Regions from separate parts of the Mus musculus genome. Here region 2 is linked to region 1. Evidence: chromatin contacts called from public HiChIP or PLAC-seq data. All regions are on one chromosome and are shown on one strand. The core of a region is the stretch at or near the end of the contact, and the rest is flanking DNA. Distances in the headings are between cores, read along the strand shown. Region 1 overlaps Usp12 (ubiquitin specific peptidase 12). Region 2 has its middle 3.9 kb from the start of Gm10858.

Evidence for each region. HiChIP or PLAC-seq counts read pairs in DNA pulled down with a chosen protein or histone mark.
Region 2: a contact with region 1 is called in an H3K27ac HiChIP or PLAC-seq map of embryonic stem cells, with 2.3 times the contacts expected there. The contact joins two enhancer-like sites. A contact is called at or near these places in 5 of 39 promoter capture datasets (the HPC-7 cell line, embryonic stem cells, frontonasal cranial neural crest and 2 more), 3 of 484 Hi-C or Micro-C datasets (B cells, bone marrow-derived dendritic cells and pre-pro-B cells), 4 of 115 datasets of contacts at active chromatin or transcription factors (cardiomyocytes and embryonic stem cells) and 3 of 9 other capture datasets (adipose tissue, liver and pancreatic islet).

The regions. Positions count from the first base shown.
Region 1 is chr5:146,756,171-146,759,060 of GRCm38.p6, reverse strand. All of the region lies in intron 3 of Usp12 (ubiquitin specific peptidase 12), which reads left to right. Among named protein-coding and RNA genes, the nearest start is that of Usp12, 37 kb to the left of the region's middle. Within about 2 kb of position 1,495, at least 50 of the 459 cell types and tissues checked have an H3K27ac peak or open chromatin away from gene starts, as enhancers often do. A contact at or near this core is called in embryonic stem cells, where this site is marked.
Region 2 is chr5:146,891,749-146,894,638 of GRCm38.p6, reverse strand. No RefSeq gene overlaps it. Among named protein-coding and RNA genes, the nearest start is that of Gm10858, 3.9 kb to the left of the region's middle. Within about 2 kb of position 1,483, at least 9 of the 459 cell types and tissues checked have an H3K27ac peak or open chromatin away from gene starts, as enhancers often do. A contact at or near this core is called in embryonic stem cells, where this site is marked.

The sequences.
Region 1 (2,890 bases), core at 246-2,745:
ATAAACCTTAGCCTGTATACTAGATATGGCATATATGTATGTATGCGTGTATGCATTTTTTCACGTTGTTATGAGCCACATCTTTTTGCACATTTCATAGCTGTTTGAACACCTGTTTTTGTTCAGTTGTTCATTCATTTATTTGTTCATTCATTCATTCATTCAAAAAACATTAATCACATCCTGGGTCCCTGCCGCCACCCCTGCTGTGCTAGCAATGCAGCTGTGCTGACTAAGGAAGGGTCTGGTTCTGACGGGATCTGAATGTGAAGAGTGGAGTGATGACAAAGTCATGTGTCACTGAAAACATAAATCCGTGCGTGTAAGCCTGGGCGTGCTGCAAAGGAGCACACGCCAGACGTTTGTAAATGACACCTGTTAGAAAGATTTGAGTATAATTCTCATGTTTACTTTATCCAGTTCTGTTTCACCTAAGAACAGCACACTGCTTTCTTATGAAAGCTCTAGCTATTTCTGTATTAGGAAGAAAACGTGGCCATTGTAAGCAGTACAGTGCAACCCTTCAGCTCTTCCCTCTGGCTGTGAGTTGATATTTGTATAATCCTGCTGATCCCTTTAAACTGTAAGTAGCCATCGTCTGTCCGGGGGTTGCAAGATGCTGGTATACTGAGCATAACATTTACTGAAGACATGGGGCTGCTGCCCTGCCTCCTGTATCAGTTCTAAAGTTCAAGGTAGGGCATTTTTCAGGGATCTGAAGCCACTGGTACGTGGACTACTCACTCCTTTCTCCTCCCCAAGAAGATTTTCATTAAAAACTCGTTTGCATCTTTGAAGAATAAGCATAGCAGTTGTTTTGAAAGAACGTGCATATACGTGAAAGTGGCTTTTAAGGGAAGATTACAGTGTTAGAGATGGTGGCGTTGATCCAGTGTGTGCTGCCCACTGCCATGAGGTAATCATCGAAGCTGGTAACTAGGTTCCCAGCTATTCTTAGAAAGACTTCCTGCCTCCCTTCACTTCCTCACCCTGCCTTCCCTCTCCCTTGCATCTCCTCTGAAGCCTACACGAGCCTTGAACTCTGTAACTCAGCTTGACATCAAACTAAACAAACTCAATGTGTCTCAGCCTCCAGTGTCAAGGTCACAGGTAAGAGGCATCACCCAGGCCATTCTGATTTTCTAATGTCTTTTTATCATTCTTCTGGTTCTTAACACTAGTGAGCAAGTGAAAAGCTGTCTCTTGTTTTGTTTTGCTGTTTTTGTATTTAAAGAAAAAGAGGTTCATTCAAGGAAGTGACCTTGACACTGAGATATTAAGGTTGCCGTGGATATTGGGGTGGTCTGTGAGTCAGGCCACCAGTGAGTTGGGAGAAGCTGGCATTTAGTCAGTGAAAGGGTGGTGGCTCTCTGTATGGATAGATCTTTATGCTTTTCCTTTGGCGGGCTCTGATACTCAAGCAAGCATGAAGTAAGTTAGAAGTGGCAGCTGCAGGCTGGAAAGTCAGAGGTAGGTGAGAGACAACGCCCAGAAGCAGCGGGGAGGGTGGACATGGAGGAGGAGCCCCAGCATTAGGAAGTAGTGCCTCAGAGAGGGTTTGCCACACTGAGAGCAAAGGTTAAAGGTCATTGACTTCCGCTATCTCACCTTTAGAGCCGCCTAGAGCTTGTAGTGTGATTTGCATGGCTTCAGGTGGAACCATGAGAGGGTTTGTGGAGTGGTCAGCAGCATACACTCAGTGCAGGGGTGGGTGGCCTGCAGTGCTCTTGCTTGTAGGAATGGGAAGTGGGCCACAGTGCTTTGGATCAACTGTCCCTGATGGGCAAATCACAGCATGCAAGTATAGAGAGCTAAAGATCAAATTGATGTTAAGTCTGTTTGGACTAGGGCATGTTGCAGCCTTGGGACTCGTGGGCTTTGGGCTCTTATACGTCTCACGGGGCTTTCGGGGCCTGGAATCCAGCAGGCAGGGGTGAAGGGCCACTCCAGCTGCATTATTACTGCATTGGTTTGAGATTGAAATGTGCAGAATGGGTTTGAGTGTGCGAAAGCTGGGCAGGAACGAGTTGGGCAGGGTTTGTGGGAATTTACCCTGCAGTACAGGAGGTAGAAAGACTCAGATCTACAAGACAAACTTGTTATTCTCAGTATAGAATCCAGGGAGACCTTGTGGGCCAAGTCAGGGGAGCCACCTAACACTGGGTAAGTTGTGGTGGAAATGGGGCAGGCTGAGGCACAGGAGTGGTGGCTCCCACCTAGAGTCGCAGCACTGGTGACTGAAGCATGGGGATTGCTATGAGATACAGACCAGCCTGAGTCATGGAGTGAGACCCTGTGAGAAAGGAAGGAAAACACTGAAAGGGCTTAAGAAGCAGCCGGATGGGAAGGGTATGCAGCACGCAGGTGGAGAGCGGGGTGGGGAGGCTTGCACAACACGCTGCACTTCATTGTTGAGTGGATAATCAATATGCTGTGTGGTCTGAGAATCCACAGAGAAACTAGACGCTCCCGAGGACCAGCTGGATCTTAGCAGCGCTTTCTATATGCACTTAATCATGTCCACAGAGAAAGTGCAGGTCGGGTTTGATGGAGCCGTACATGCTCCGCTTCCTTCCTACTGAGTGTTTTGGAAATGTAGCCATGCCCCGTGTTCACGGAGAGCTGTTCCCTCACGACCATAGCAGAGCCATAGCATGGCTTAAACTTGACCCATTGTTTTCAGAAGCATCTAGGATATCTCCAGACTTCTGTTTCCTTGTGCGACCACATTCACCTGGCTGCACTCTTGAGCGCTAGACGGCATTTTGTTAGAACCCCCATGCAGACTGCCCTTCAGCGCATGCCTGCCATTCCACTATTGCCCTAGCGCCAGTGTTGACGAGTGACCCTTTCCACTCATGCCAAGTAAGGCATGTTCTCACACTGGCAA
Region 2 (2,890 bases), core at 234-2,733, 140 kb before region 1:
AGCTCTTGTGCTTTTAAGGCTTATTATAAATATAAAGGCTTTGTGTCTTTTATTTAGGTACTAAATGATCAAAAGTGGGGTAAGAAACCCCCCAAATAATATTAACTGCAACAGGGTCTGATGGGCAGTTATCTAGTCATCCAGTGTTTATTAAATATTTAACATATACCAAGCTCTGCACCATCAGACTGTCCTGCGAAGGGGTCAGAAGAGACAGGCACATAAGCATCATGTGATCAGTACTTTAAGGAAATATGAACAAAGGAGCTGGTAAAATGAGGCTGGAGAGATGGCTCAGTGGTTAAGAGCACTGATTGTTCTTCCAGAGGTAACCCTCTGCAATAGGGCCTGATGCCCTCTTCTGGTGTGTCTGAAGACAGCTACAGTGTACTCATGTACAAAAAGTAAATAAATAAATAAATCTTAAAAAGAAAAAAAAAAAAAAAGAGCCGGTAAAGCCCGGGAGAGAAGAGGAGCAGGTTCCGTGGGCTCCGAGGACTGCTTCGGAGAGGAAAAATTCTGAGCTGGGCTGTGAAAGGTGAATTTCAAACAATTAATAAAGTCTGAGAACTGAAGAGATTGCAGAAGACCCAAGTTCAGGTCCCAGCACCCACGTCAGGCGGCTCACAGCCACCTGTAACTCCAGAGCCAGAGGAATCTGGCGCCCTCTTCTGGCCTCTGCAAGTACTGCATGCACATGCACACACAAACACACACAGATAATTAAAAAATTAATTAAAAAATGTAAAAACTTAAATCCATTAAGTCGGGAAAAAAACCAAACCAAACCAAACCAAAAAAAGATCTACCTTGCCCACATAGATCTACAAAATCCAGCATCATTATCTAGGTTTTTGTCTTCAATCTATTGGTTACAGCCTGCTGCACTGGGGCCCAGATCAGCTTTCTGGGCAAAACAGATGGACCTTGGAGCAACCAAGTATATGCCATAGCTGCAGATTTGGTGTCCCCTCAGAGGAGGAAAAAAAATGGCAAACATTGAGTGCGTTTTGGGAAAATGTTTCTTTGACGTGGATCCCTCACCAATAAATTAAGAATATCAAGTCATCCAGGTGGTGAGGGCATGGGCCTTTAATCTCAGTACTCAGGAGGTAGAGGTGGGCAGATCTCTGAGTTCGAGGCCAGCCTTGTCTACAGAGCAAATTCTAGGACAGCCAGGGATTTGAACTCATGGCCATACAAAAAAAAATAAATAAACACATTTAAAAATTTTTATTTTACTTTTTTAAATAGAGTAAATCTTTATTTTTAGATTTATTTATGCAGTGAAACCCTGTCTCAAAAAAAAAATCAAATTAGATATCCAAGATTGGAGCATACTATTTTGTATTGGAGGTGGGAGGGTGGCGTACATTTAATGCTGATTAACCAGGGAGGAGACACAAGGCTAGGCCAAAGCATTAGAGTCTTTAGGTGACCTCTAACTCTTGCCCGTCCTGGTGTCCTTTACCTGTCAGGGGCACAAAAGTCCTTGCATCCACAGATCAGCCGGGAAACCAGGAATGTTAACCATGCAGGGTGTTTTCTCAAAGGAGGAAACACTTGGTTTCTACCCGGAAGGCTGGGAGTGGCTATTGTTAATGAATGACCTGGTGACCTTTTGTGATCTGCACACCTCACCCAGGCACATCTCTCCCAAATCTCCCAGAGTATCTATCCCAGACTCTCCCTCCCTAGGCCTCCATCTTTAGCCCCCAGTCAGTAGAATCCATCCTTAGGGGAGATGTCACATGTATTTTATAGGCTGTTGACCTCTATGTTATTGGTCAGAGACCACACTACTATTCTATTTTTTTTTCTGTTTTTTCGAGACATCTTTTCTTTTAAAGATTTATTTATTTATTATATGACAATACACTGTAGGTGTCTTCAGACACTTTTTCTTCTTGTTCCGGCCCTGCTCACTCACTGTAGCTGTGTTTAGACATCCCAGAAGAGGACATCAGATCTTATTACAGATGGTTGTGAGCCATCACATGGTTGCTGGGATTTGAACTCATGACCATACAAAAAAACCCGATAAACACATTTAAAAATTTTTATTTTACTTTTTTTATAGAGTAAATCTTTATTTTTAGATTTATTTATTTATTTACTATATGTAATACACTGTAGCTGTCTTCAGACACACCAGAAGAGGGCTTCAGATCTCATTAGAGATGGCTGTGAGCCACCATGTGGTTGCTGGGATTTGAACTCAGGACCTTTAGGAGAGCAGTTGGTGCTCTTAACCGCTGAGCCATCTCTCCAGCCCCTTATTTTACTTTTTTAAAGATGTATTTATTTATTTATTATATGTAAGTACTCTGTAGCTGTCTTCAGACACACCAGAAGAGGGCTTCAGATCTCATTACAGATGGTTGTGAGCCACCATGTGGTTGCTCCATCTCTCCAGCCTGGTCTACAGCGTGAGTTCCAGGACAGCCAGGACTATACAGAGAAACCCTGTCTCGAAAAACCAAAAAAAAAATTAAATAAATAAATTAATTAATTAATTAATTAAATTAATTTATTTTTTACACTCCATATTTCAGTCTCCCATAAATGTTTTTAAAAGGAGAGTTTTGATATCAATTCAAATTATAATAAATGCAAATAAATAGCCAAGTCCATCTACTGGGAGCAGCCAAGTCAACCAGATGATATTCACACCAAATAGCCAATACTACTCAAAATCACCAAAAATGTGAATATACACATATATACATACACACACATACACAAATTTTATATATATATATATATATATATATATATATATATATATATATATTTAAAGATTTATTTATTTTATGCATATGAGTACATCACCATCGCTCCCTTCAGACACACCAGAAGAAGCCATCAGACCCCATTACAGATGGTTGTG